Linked DNA regions of Mus musculus: regions 1, 2 and 4 are each linked to region 3. A link is a contact called in public HiCAR-type, HiChIP or PLAC-seq and promoter capture Hi-C data. All regions are on one chromosome and are shown on one strand. The core of a region is the stretch at or near the end of the contact, and the rest is flanking DNA. Distances in the headings are between cores, read along the strand shown.

Region 1 (3,092 bases), core at 83-2,582, 2.3 Mb before region 3:
AGCTTAGGGACATCCTAGGAGGTGCAGAAGGTTCAGTGTTGCGACCCGGCAAAATATGGGGCAGTTGGGCCCAAATACAAGGAGGAATTATGTCCAAAGCCAAGACCGGGAGGGCAGTAGAGCAGTGCCTGTATCAACAGACCAATACGGATCTCCACGGAGGTGGAACCGCAGGTCCTAAAGGGACAGCTCCTGGGGATGCAAGATGTTCTACCGCAGGGATAATAACAGTAAATAGGCCAAAGAAGGAGAATGGGGATTTCCTCCCAAAAGTGATGCTAGCAGAAAACAGGTAAGGTAGAAGGGCCACGGATATTCAAAGTGAGCGTCAGAGGGGATACTGAGGGGTCAATGAGGAGGTAGACTGTCCCAGGAGCACAGCCGACTCCAGGAGGTGGCGAAGTAGGTATGACTGGGGGTCGGGGTGGGGGAGGAAGTGGGAAAGAAGACGGCTCAGAATTGGGAGTCGGGTATCTCGAGTGGAGGCTGAGAGACACCGAGATCCTTCACCGGGTTTGGTGGGGCGTGTGTGGAGGCAGACGCCGGGATTGCAGGGCTGCGGGGACACTAGCGAATAGGAAGGGCAAGGCGGGCCGCGCGGGCCGGGCCCGGGCATGCAGCGGCCGGGACGCGGGGACCGCGGGGCGCTGGGGGGGGCGCTCCCACCCCTCCCCCTCCGGCTCCTCCATTGTTCGCGGGCTCCGGGCCCCGCGGTCCCCGCCTTTCCCCCCACCCTTGGATCCCGCAGCGGGGCGGCGCCCGGCGCCTCGCCCGTCCCCACATTCCCCTCCGCCAGCTACGAGACACTTACCAGTCTCGGGGGCGCACTCAGCGCGGCCCCGGCCTCCGCGATCCCAGCCGCAGCGACGGCGGGCCCGGCGCCATGTTCCCCTAGCGACTCGTTCCTGAGGCGGCTGAGGCGGCGGTGGCGGCTCCGGCGGCGGGGGGCCGGGCGGACCCTCCCTCGCGGGCTCCCTCCTCCGCCTCCTCCACCTCCTCCTCCCGCCGCGCCGCGGCTCTCCCTCGGGGCGGGGGGCGGGGAGGGGAAGGGGGGAGGGGCGGGAACCAGGGGGAGGGCGGACCAGCCTCGCTCGCTCGCTCGTTCCCTCCCTCCCGCGCAATGGCGGCGGCGGCGGCGGCGGCGGCAGCGGCGTTGTCGCCTCCTTCCTGCGGCCGCCGCGGCCGTGCGCGTACTGGAGACCCTCTCGCAAGTGCGCGTGCGTTTCTGAGGGGCGAGAGATGCTGGGGCTGGGGTTGGGAAGTGGATAACGGCCCTGTGGGCCGAGCGCACCGCGAGGACCGTAGGCCGGGAGGACAGGCACGCGCGGACACCGAGGGCGCGAGTGCGCGTGCGCGCCTGAGGAAAACGCCGCTACCTCAGCGGCTGCGGCGCCAGATTTACACAGCGCGAGGACGGACACCCGCGAACTGGCACAGGAGGGCGCGGGGTGGGCTGAGTGCGCGTGCGCAGAGACGGCTGCAGCCTGCGAAGCCACCGAAGGGAGGGAGGAGCCCGCAAGGGGGGCGCGCACGGCGTCGCGCGTTCCAGGCTGCAGTACCCGCCGCCCCTCCCCACACCGCGCCGGCTCCAAGAGAAAGCCATCTCTGAGAGGCTTGGCCCGGCTCGTGAGGGCGGGGACTTAGGGCTCCATCCCGCTCGCGCGGGACCTCACTAACCAATGGAAGGCAGAGGGAGGTGGGTTCGCCTCCTGGAGCCGCAGCTTCGGGATAACGGAGGGGGTTGGGGGGACAGACGTAACGTGGGGTGGCGAGGCGGGGCTGTGAAGGAGGGAGCGTACCCAGCGAGTGAACCAATTGGGCGAGGGAAGGGGGCGTGGTCCTTCACAGCCCAACCCAGGCTCGCCGTTGGCCAGCCCAAAAGAGTGGGCGGGGACAGGGGGCACGTGCTCTTTCCCGGGCGCTGAAGAAAAACCTGTGGGCCAGGCGCGTTGATACAAGTTACTGGTGATTTCTCCCAGTGCTTGGTCTCGGGCAGAGGAAGGACAGGCCCTGCATTGCAGCCCTAGTCTCCCAAGTCAGCATCGGGCAAATGACAGCAAACCACATGTCACTTTGGGTGCTTGCAGGGGGAATGGTGATGTAAGAGGGCTCCCCTCTAACTCTGTATTCCTCTGGGAGCCCTCCGGAAGGATGGATTGTGAAAGACAGGCTTTCCCGGCGCCTCACAGAGTGTGGAATGCCTGAAGGAAGCACGTGTTTCCGATCCAGCCTTGCACTTCTTTCCAGGCTTTTCATCTGTAAAGTGGGATAACAATACTGAACTCCAAAGGGTCGCTTGGAGAATCGAATGAGGTATAATAGGCCCTATGGCCACGATTCATGGTGGGAATCCTCGAACTACTAGAACCCAGTAAAATATGGGCGATCTCCCTTATACATTAATATCTATAATAGCTGATGGATTACTCTTAGCAGAGGATTACCCACAACAATAGAAAAACGATGAATATATATTACGCTGTAATAAGAGAAATGTGGATGTGACCCTCCTAGCCACCGGTAACTGAAACATCAGAAAGCAACAGGGGAGTTAAGAGGGAACTACTGTGTCTCTAAATGAGGGTGGGGTGTAAAGGAGTGACCTACACGTATTGAGTACGCAGTAAGCATTGCTAAATAAAATTACATGGGCTCGACCAAATCCAGCAGCCAGAACTTCATGAAGTCAAAAAGGTCATGCTGTGGGTGATATTCCTGGAGTCTGCTTTAAGGTGGTTAAGGCAGCCAGTATGTATGTCTCTTTTGGCTCTCTACAAAGGCAAGAAGGAAAAATCAATATCATAAAATTTTACAGTGGAAACACAGTAATGAATTTTCATATTCTGAAAAAAAAGTTTACATGTGCTCAAATTTTAAAACACCCCAACAAATGAAGCCTCTCATTAAAGTTTGTTAGGAGGGCAGGTTCTTGTGGTGTGGGCTGAAGAGATCAACAGTTAAAAGTGGGTTCCTCTCCCATCTATAAAGATCATTACTTGGGGCTGAGGACAGAAGTCATTGGTAGAATGCTTGCATAAATACACAAGGCATTCGGTTCCATCCTAAGCACAGAGTGTCTGGAGTAAACTAAA
Region 2 (2,899 bases), core at 60-2,559, 2.5 Mb before region 3:
TTCCTGGGTCTAGGGCAATCAAGGACATGAGGAGCCCAATTTTTAGGGTCACTCACTGGGCTGTCTCACTGCCCTCTGGGACGGAGTTTAGTCTGTCCTTCTGCCGCCAGAAGGCCTCTCTCTATATAAATAGTCCCATAGATATCAGCAGTAGCAAAGGCACACTGGCTATCTGTGTCTCTTGTCTTTTCTCAGCTGTAACGCCTTGGTCAGAGCTGCCACCAGTTCAGCTTTGTGGGTTGATACTCCTGTCCGGAGTGGCTCTGCACATATGATCTGAGCAGTCATGCAGAGGCCCACCGATCAAGGTCAGGGTCAGGCAGCAGGGCAGCTGAAAAGTCATCCTGGGGCATTCAAGAAGAGAGGCTGGTAATGAGTCACCCTGGCGTCATCTTTAACCAGGAGGCCATTGCTGCACTGGTGTATACACAAGGTGGGGGTCGGCTTCTGGCAATTGGTGACAGATTGGCCATTGTCTGATGCCAAGGCCCTGAGTCCCCTGGCTCTAGGGAGGTCACCTGTAGTTAGCAAAGTAAAGCCTTCTTAGAGGAGGCACAATAGTCCGAACTTTTCAGGGCCCCTAAGAGGTCTTGGTTGTTTCTTTTGTTTCTGTTGCCACTGAAAGTCACTTATAAACTGATGAGGAGACTTTACCTTCAGGTTTTAGCAAGGCAGAAAGTTCAACTTTATTATCTACAAACAAGTTGTTGGGTTCCCTTTCACCTTTAGGGCTGCCCTGGGCTTGGGAGGGGCACCTTTGATCTTTAGCCCCCTCCCTCTTATCTCCTTCTCCTGAGACTATCTGTTTTAGGCATTTCTTATGTGTCCCGTGGTTTGGCTGTGGCTGCTATCAAGATCTTTGCCAGGTCTTGAGTCTGTTGCTTCTGTCCCCTCCTCTGCTTCTCCTCTGCAGTCTCTCTTCTGTTAAATACTCTCTCGGCCACTCTCACTAAGTTTGAGTCCCAGTACCGGTAATAACGTTTTGGAAAGAATCTAAGTAAAGACAGGAATGAATTTCCAGAAATGACATCTTATTAAAATCTGCATAGAAGAAAAACTGAAGAGGAATACAACAAAATAGTTATGTGTCCTCTTTAGTGAGGTAACTGGTAGTTGTTTCCGTGAGTTCACCACAGTTTTGCAACTAGTCTAAGCAACTAGTACAAGTTTTGTTTCCTGGCTGTTGAGAGCATTAACTTTTTTGAAACTACAAGTCCCAGCAGATATTCCGCCGCACCCTTCTGCAGGTCGAACTGCCTGCCGTACATTGATCTCTGGGATTTGTAGTCTGATGATAAAAATAAGGTGGGTCACACACTACCGGCACATATAACTGAAGTGGAGACACAGCCAGATACACCAATAGGTATTGCGTTCCGGGATAGAGTTGCGGGCAGATCACCAATGGTTGTGTCGCTCCTCATGAGTGATGTGACCTCCAGCCTACAGTAGGCCCGTGGGGCGGAGCTGGTGTCGCGGCCCCATTGCGAGCCATGGGAGGCGGCTGGTGGTGGGCTCGGGTCGCGCGCCTGGCCCGCCTGCGCTTCCGGGGGTCTCTGCAGCCTCCTCAGCGGCCCCGCAGCGGGGGCGCGCGCGGGTCCTTCGCCCCGGGCCACGGGCCACGCGCGGGAGCGTCGCCGCCTCCAGTGTCCGAGCTGGATCGCGCGGACGCTTGGCTCCTCCGCAAGGCACATGAGACAGGTCAGTGGCAGGGGCCGGGGTCGTTCGCGCTACAAGGAGAGGGGTTTCAATGTGCACGTGGGAGTGGGTGGCCAGAGTAAGGCAAGCATCTGCTGGGAACAGGGCCTGTGCTCAGCGGGGGCAGCTTCCTCATGTGAGCGCAGGGAACCGGTGTTGGGGGTTGGAGATTTTGCAGCCTGGCCGCATAGGACACCATCTTTCGGGTCCTGGCTAAAGGGGTACAGCAGGGATTAGTGGGGGTGGGGAGGAGGCTACGGTTAGGAAGAAGTAGTTGGCAGCACCACACTGCCTAGGTGAGAGACCGTTCCAGAGGCAGCTGGGAGGGAACAAGTTGCTTGAGACAGGGGTATCCGTTAGGATTACAGACAGAGGGGACCACTTGGAATAAAACAAGAGTGTGGCTACCCGCAGAAGATGGGGAAGTTCCGGATTGGACCAGCGTGTAACCAATGGTAGAGAAGGTGGCTGCTGATTGGAGGGAGAGGTGATCTAGACTGCAGAGGGAGGAATCTCAAACGAGGCAATGAGTTGAGAGATTGGAGCTGGTCTGGTGTTGAATGGGGCTAGTAGTGGGAACAGCCTTTTGGCAGCACTCAGGTACTTGAGTGGTGGGGAGGTGTGGACGCAAGGATGAGGCCATGCTAGGTAGGAGCGGTTACCACACAGGGGAAGGGACAGGCTGGAGAAGTTTGTCCCAGAGGTCTGAGGGAGAGAGGGAAGACCGCAGGATGCACAAGGGAAGACTTGGGAAGACTTTCTATCCTCAAACTTCAATTCGTGCTCTAGATTTTGAACGTCTGGGACAGAAGGGTAAAGGAATGGGACTTGCATGGGGCTTCCCGGAAGGGATCCGCATCTAGAATACTTTTGTCTTGTGGCTGAATAGGGTGAGAGGGGATCTAGGAAGCAGGGCTTGCTGATGCAGAGCTCCATCCCCCAACTCCCCGCAGCTTTTCTCTCCTGGTTCCGAAATGGACTTCTGTCATCCGGCATTGGGGTCATCTCCTTCATGCAGAGTGACATGGGCCGGGAAGCTGCCTATGGTGAGTACAGACCATCCCTATGGGAAATGGGCCCCTCCCCCTTTTCCTCCAGTTCTGAGTCCTCCTACCCTAACAGTTGGAAAAGGAGAGCACTCCCTCCATTTTCTCTTGCCTCACTAGTTACATCTCCTCTTACACCTCCTTCATCGGCATTG
Region 3 (3,214 bases), core at 309-2,808:
TTGTCCTCTGTCCAAATCCCAGTTTTCTCTCTGTCTAGCCGTGTGCCCTTGGAAAAGCCTCTCTGCAGCCTCCATTCTGTCATCTGAAAAATCAAAATCTTCTAACGAGTGACCAGAATGATAATACTTACTCTACAAAGCACTAAGGCCGTTTTGTTCTGTGCTGTGTCCCAGGGTCTAGGGCAGTATCTGTCACTCAGTGGGTGGGCCGTCAGTACCGTTGATAGGACCTAGCGCCAGTCAGGCTTCTGTGGCAGTTACTTGCTGTAACTTGATTTCAGTCGCAGGAGCCCGACAGCAGTCTTAGGTCCACTCTTCATGGAGAGATGGACCATCCAAAGGGGGAATTTCCTTGCTGACAGTCAGATGACATGAAGGTACATTTCTCATTTGACCCCTACCCATTGTTTCCTCTTCTTTTCTCTTTTGTTTGTTTTGTTTCTTGTTGATTTGGTTGTTTGTTTTTTTTTAAACAAAGGGTCTTACATTGTAGCCCAGCTTATCCTTAGATTCAAGGCAATTCTGCCTCATACTGTCAAGTAGTGGGATACATGAGTGAGCGCCAAGCTTGGCTGCTTCGGCTTCCTAAGACTCAGTGTCCTCATCTGTAAGACAGAATACTAAAAGTATATCCTATCGTTTTTCCCCGGTGGGATTCAAGTAAGAATCTCTTAGAACCACTCCTGGCACATGGCAAGTGCACAAGTGATGCTCATTAGGAGCAAAAGGTAGCTAGAGATGCCATGCACATCCCTCTAATCCCAGCGCTTGGGGGGCCAGGGAATGGAAACAGCAGAATCAGGAGGTCAAAGCTAGCCTGAGCTACATAGTGAGTTCAAAGCCAGCTTGGGCTATATTACACTCTGTCCAGCCACGCCCCTCCGCAAATAAAAGGGTGAAGGGTAAGGAAGGAAGGCGTGGAGGAGCCTCGCGGTCCTTATTATACCCTGCAGGGGGGGGTAGTCAGGTCTGTAGCGTCCAAGCGTGATGGGCGTGGCCCAGGCTTCAAGGATGGACCAATGGGGGCGCAGAAGGGCGTGGCCTTGACTGCCATGGGCGTGACCTTGCGCGGGTGGGAGGGGCCAGGACGCTGTAGGAGCCTAGCTGAGAAGATGCTCGGGCCAGCAACCACCACCAGCAGCCCGGTCTCTGCTGCTGCCCTCGCCCGCCGCCCCCCGGGCCCCCACTAGCGACCGCCTCCGCTTCTTATCTCCGGCCCCCCGCCCTGAGCAGGGCCTTGGGAGGGGGGCTCGGCCCCTCGCATCTGTGGGGAGCCCTCAAGAAAGGGTACAGAGAGGGTGTCCTGTCTACACCTCTGCACCCCACTGGCTCAGTGACCGGCTTCGGTGATCTTTGAGAGACCAGGACCCCACCCCTCAGTTCTCCATCCCAGACCACCCCCCATACCCTCTCCACCCTGCTCCCCTCCGTCCTCCAGCTCTGTCAGCGCTTCCCCCCCCCAGCCCCCTCCCGCTTCCCTCCCCGCCGCTCCCCTCCCCCTTCCTCGCCGCCCCCTCCCCTCCCCCTCCCTCCCCTCCCCCTCCTCCGCCCCCCCACCATGAGGATGATGGCCGCCGGCGCGGTGCACGGCCTCTTCACGGCCTCCGCGGCCCCGCAGCCGCCGCCGCCCCCGCCGCCGCCGCCGCCGCCGCAGCCCCAGCCTCCCCAGCAGCCGTCGCCGCCGCCACAGCAGCCGCCGCCGCCGCCGCAGCCGCCGCAGCAGCAGCAGCCGCCGCCCCAGGCCCCCCCCATGGAGCCCGAGGCCCCGGATTCCCGCAAGAGACCCCTCGAGACGCCCCCCGAGGTGGTCTGCACCAAGCGCAGCAACACGGGAGGTGAGGCAAAGCTGAGGGACCGCGGCGTGGGGCGTGGGGGGGGATCGCGCGCCGAAGGGGGCATCGCCGTCCTCCATCATCCCCCCCCATCCCTGGCTGGCAGGTGCAAGTGCTTCAGGGAGGGGAGGGGCACCCCTCCGCGAGGAGATGGGGACCCGGACGGACCCCTTTCTCTTGTCGCCGAGGCCCCGGGGGCTGAGAGCTTTGTCTGCGACGAAAGGGGCTGGGGGGGAGGGGGTGGTAAGTGTCCTTGTGGTGTATGAGGGAACCAAGGATGAGGGGCGTGGGTCCCTTCTGGGCCAGTGTGTCCTTGAGGGGTGTGTGATGTGACCCTTTCGGGGCAGGGGTGTTCCCTCGGGCTTGCGTGTCCCGGTTGGGGGAGGGGAAGGAGTAGAGTCAGGCCTGTGGACCGAGAGCTTCTGAGCCTCACTCCCTGGGGATGTCCTGAACAAGGGTTGTCCCGGAAAGGGGCGGGTGTGGACAGTATGCAGGACCGTGCATGGAGACAGACTGGGTGGGTGTGTTGGGTGACATGGAAGAAAGGGTGGGTGTGTAAAACTGGAGGGGAAAGAGATGGAAGGCTAGGACAGGTGTGTATCCGTGGTGGGTCGTGTAGGGCCTGGATATGTGACATTAAGGGACCATGGATGTGACGGGGTAGGGGTGTGTGAGTATGTGTGTAAAAGAGAGCCGGATGTGAGGTCCTCCAAGGGAAGGTGCTTACCAGCCCGGAGGGGGCTCTTGTCCTGTGACACACCAGTGAGAGGGGGTGTGTAACATGCAGGGGGGTGTGTAGGGAGGCAGAAAGGATGGACTCTGGGTGTGAACCGTGAGAACATTCGTGGACCGGGAAAAGGGGTTCTGTGTGGGGGATACCGCTGTGTATAGGGTGGAGTGGGACCAGTAGAAGCTGGTGCTAGGATGTGACATGGAAAAGGGTGTAGGTGTGACTCTAGAGAGGCTGGGTGTGACACATGGAGGTGTGCAATAGTGACATCAGAGGGGGGTGTGTAACTGGGGGGGATGGGGGGATGAAAAGGGAGAGCTGGGGCTTGTGGTTCAGTGAAACCCATGGAGGGTGTGTTCCCAAGGAAATCGGGGGGAAAAATGGAGTTCCAAGCGACTGGGGACATATGCTTAAAACACCCTGGAGCTTGGAGTTGTGTGACACCCAAAACTGTGTAGATGTGTATAAGACAGAGAGCTCTGTGTAGAATAACTGGGTGTGTCACGCTAGAGATGTGGGGGAGATGCAGGGTGTACAAGAGCAGAGGACATGGGTGTGTGCACACGTGTATGAGGCAGCTCAGTGTTAGACGCCTCGGAGATGTGTCAGCTGCACAAAACGGGCCCTCTACGTGTGCCATCCGGGAGAGGTG
Region 4 (2,948 bases), core at 372-2,871, 2.6 Mb before region 3:
CTTGCTGTGCTCAAAAATGGGCTTGGAGAGCCGGGCATGGTGGCGCACGCCTTTAATCCCAGCACTCGGGAGGCAGAGGCAGGAGGATTTCTGAGTTCGAGGCCAGCCTGGTCTACAAAGTGAGTTCCAGGACAGCCAGGGCTACACACAGAAACCCTGTCTCAAACAAACAAACAAACAAACAAACAAACAAACAAGCTGGACAGTGGTGGTGCATGCCTTTAATCCCAGCACTTGGGAGGCAAAGGCAGGTAGATTTCTGAGTTTGAGGCCAGCCTGGTCTACAAACTGAGTTCCAGGACATCCAGGGCTACACAGAGAAACCCTGTCTTGAAAAACCAAAAAAGAAAAAAAAAAAAAGGGGGGGGCCTGGAACTCACTATGTAACTCAGACAGACTCCAACCTTGCAACCACATTCCTGCTTTATCCTCTGGAAGTGCTGGGAAGACAGGTGTAAGTGACTATGTTTATTTCTTTAACAAGTGTCTTATCTCACATGGCTGTGTGACACCCTTTCACAGCGGGCCCAGTGCTGGGCACCCATAGGTAAGTAATATACTCAGTAAGTTTGGTGACAGTTTGGGTGAGACAGAGAGTCTGTCAAGTGCCGTGAGAGATGTCTACGGCTTGGGAGGAGGAAGGGTCACTGTTTCAAAAGGGAAGGGAAATAAATGACTTTTAGAAAAGGGAAAGGAAACAGAAACAACAGACAGGATGAAATAGGGTGCAGGGGGCTGCCCGGGCATGTCTGTGCCAGGAGCACAGGGCTGCCTCTTCCCCATTTGTCCAGTGCCAGATGGGTATTACGCCAGGCGGGCCAGGTGTTTAAGTTCACGAGTGTAACCCGCCATCAAGCCATTTAGCAGGAACCTGTCTCAGGAGTGACTTTGTGAGCACAGGTCTGGGCTCAGTTTCTTCTGTATGTGACTGGCATGTTTTGTAGGGTCAGCCAGTGCAGTCTAGTGGCTGTGCTTCAGCTATTGCGGGTGTCAGCCTGAGAGTGCTATTTGGATTGGAGTGTGTGTCCCTCTGAACCTGCCAGGAAGTTGTTCTGAGAAGGGGTCAGCCTTTAGTGTAGTGTGAATGCCCTAGGCATCTGGGGACACGGGTTTGTGCGTCGGAGACTGTTTGAATATTGTTTGTGCAACTACGTTTTGGGTTGTCACTGTCTGTGTGTGACCCAGTGAGCCAGTAAGTAAGATAATCTGGATGTCTGGGTCTGTGTGAGCTCGTGTGTCCAGGCCCTTGTCCTGATGTGTATCTGTGCCTCTGGTCTGACTTTGTGTCCCTGTGGCTCAGTCATCACTGACTCAGTGCACCCTGGCGTGCCAGTCCGTTAGTCTGAGCGTACTCCTCAGGTGTGGGTGTGGGTCCCAGTCAGTGTGTCAGTGTGTCAAGCGTGTGTCCGGACACCCTAGGTCTGGGCTGTCCCCACGCTGCTCCTCCTGCCTGGACCAGGCCTCGCCCCGCCCCTCTGGCTGCCGGGAAACCCCCCGCGCCGAGGTAGGGGGCGCGGCGCCCGACTGCAAGCCCCGACTTGTCCCCAGCCGCGGGCGGGGCCCTGGCGTCACGCGGGGGCGGGGCGTGGGAGCCAGCGAGAGGCGGGGCGGGGCGGCCGCCGAGCGAGCGGGGCCCGGGGATCTGCCGGGAGGCCTGAGACGCGGCATAGAGCCACATGCGAGCGGGGAGCCCAGGAGGCGGCGGCGACACCAGCAAGCAAGCAGCAGCAGCGGTGATCCGGACACGAAGACTCCAGAAGCAGCAGCAGTCACTGCAGTTAGAGCAGCAGGAGCAGCAGCAAGGTGCCTCAATAGCAACCCACTCGGCGGGCGAGCCCTCCAGAAGGCAACCGCCCGCCACCCCATCGCCTCCTTTCTCCGGAGTGTTCATGCCCCCGGGGTGAGTGAGCACCCCGATTCCCGAAGCTGCTTACGAGCGGCAAGGCCCGGAGGGCTCCCTGGAGGAGGTGACGGGGTGCACGGGCCGATAGGACGGTCGCCTTGCATTCCCGCAGCTTGTGCCCCAGCTTTCATCACTGGGACTAAGGCTGGGCCAGGCGGGCGGGAAGGAAGCACCTGGGACTCAGGGCGCCCTGTCTGGGCGCACAGGTGCCACAGCGGTCTGGCGGGTTTGTTTACAAACAATGGGGTTCGGGCTCGCCCGCGCCCCCTGGTGGCTAGTGAGACCTGGGAGGAGCGTGGCCCCGGGCTCGCTCGAGTCCCCCGAGTCCCACTGCGGGAGGGTTGGGGTGGGGGGTGGCACCGAGGATCGGCCACACCCAGAGCGCGCGCCCGCCGGGGGCGGCGACAGGGGGCGGCGGAGGCTGTGGCTCCCGCGGGCGGGGGCTGCGCCCCAGCAACAGCCGGTTATTGGCCCCGCGCGCGCTGGGCGGGCGGGGCGGGCGCACGTGGCGGCGTCGAGGGGGGGGGCTGTGACAGCGGAGGGGCGGCGGGGACCGCGCGTGCGGGGCTGTGGATCTGCAGGTGTCTCGCCTGGGTGTGTGTGCTCGTGTTTGGCTCCCGAGTTTGTATCCCTACACCGAGATGTTGGCGTTTGTCACCCGGAGGGGTGTCTGCGTGAGTCCTTGCCCGCGTGTCTGCGGGGTGGGGTGCACCTGTCCGTTTACGGGTGTGGGTGGCCACCCCCCAAACCAGAGTTGTATACGTGTGCTCTTAAGGGGTGAAAAGGGGATCTGTATCTGTCGCTTGCCTGGTAGTGTTGGTGGTGGTGGTGCGGACGACCGGGGCACTTGAGCTGTGTTTGTGTGTCGCTTGAGTGAGCTGTGTTGCTGTGCAGGGGTCTCGCCCAAGTGTGCGCTGCGTGTGTGTGTGTGTGTGTGTGTGTGTGTGTGTGTGTGTGTGTATGCGCGCGCGCGCGTGCTGTCTCTGGGTGTCTCCAAGACAAGCATCTGCTGTACCCAGCTTTTGGGATGGGATGCCACCCAGTG

Evidence for each region. Promoter capture Hi-C pulls out the DNA fragments that hold promoters and counts their contacts. HiCAR-type assays count read pairs that join an accessible place to other places. HiChIP or PLAC-seq counts read pairs in DNA pulled down with a chosen protein or histone mark.
Region 1: a promoter capture Hi-C map of embryonic stem cells shows a contact between it and region 3, with 4 times the contacts expected there. The contact joins the promoter of Arhgap35 here to the promoter of Nova2 in region 3. A contact is called at or near these places in 1 of 39 promoter capture datasets (embryonic stem cells), 3 of 115 datasets of contacts at active chromatin or transcription factors (astrocytes, embryonic stem cells and extraembryonic endoderm stem cells) and 1 of 9 other capture datasets (liver).
Region 2: a contact with region 3 is called in a HiCAR-type map of astrocytes, with 4 times the contacts expected there. The contact joins the promoter of Tmem160 here to the promoter of Nova2 in region 3. A contact is called at or near these places in 2 of 39 promoter capture datasets (cranial neural crest and hippocampal neurons) and 2 of 115 datasets of contacts at active chromatin or transcription factors (astrocytes and stem cell-derived neural progenitor cells).
Region 4: a contact with region 3 is called in an H3K4me3 HiChIP or PLAC-seq map of embryonic stem cells, with 10 times the contacts expected there. The contact joins the promoter of Bbc3 here to the promoter of Nova2 in region 3. A contact is called at or near these places in 2 of 39 promoter capture datasets (cranial neural crest and hippocampal neurons) and 3 of 115 datasets of contacts at active chromatin or transcription factors (embryonic forebrain and embryonic stem cells).

Annotation. Positions count from the first base shown.
Region 1 is chr7:16,613,661-16,616,752 of GRCm38.p6, forward strand. It overlaps Arhgap35 (Rho GTPase activating protein 35), which reads right to left and starts at 1,333. Exons shown (of 7, transcript NM_172739.4): 1 at 812-1,333. It overlaps Gm29443 (predicted gene 29443), which reads left to right and starts at 164. Exons shown (of 3, transcript NR_136928.1): 1 at 164-292.
Region 2 is chr7:16,451,470-16,454,368 of GRCm38.p6, forward strand. It overlaps Tmem160 (transmembrane protein 160), which reads left to right and starts at 1,310. Exons shown (of 3, transcript NM_026938.1): 1 at 1,310-1,701; 2 at 2,652-2,744. The coding sequence starts at 1,494.
Region 3 is chr7:18,924,330-18,927,543 of GRCm38.p6, forward strand. It overlaps Nova2 (NOVA alternative splicing regulator 2), which reads left to right and starts at 1,559. Exons shown (of 4, transcript NM_001029877.3): 1 at 1,559-1,835. The coding sequence starts at 1,751.
Region 4 is chr7:16,307,962-16,310,909 of GRCm38.p6, forward strand. Bbc3 (BCL2 binding component 3) reads left to right here and starts at 1,622. Exons shown (of 4, transcript NM_133234.2): 1 at 1,622-1,900.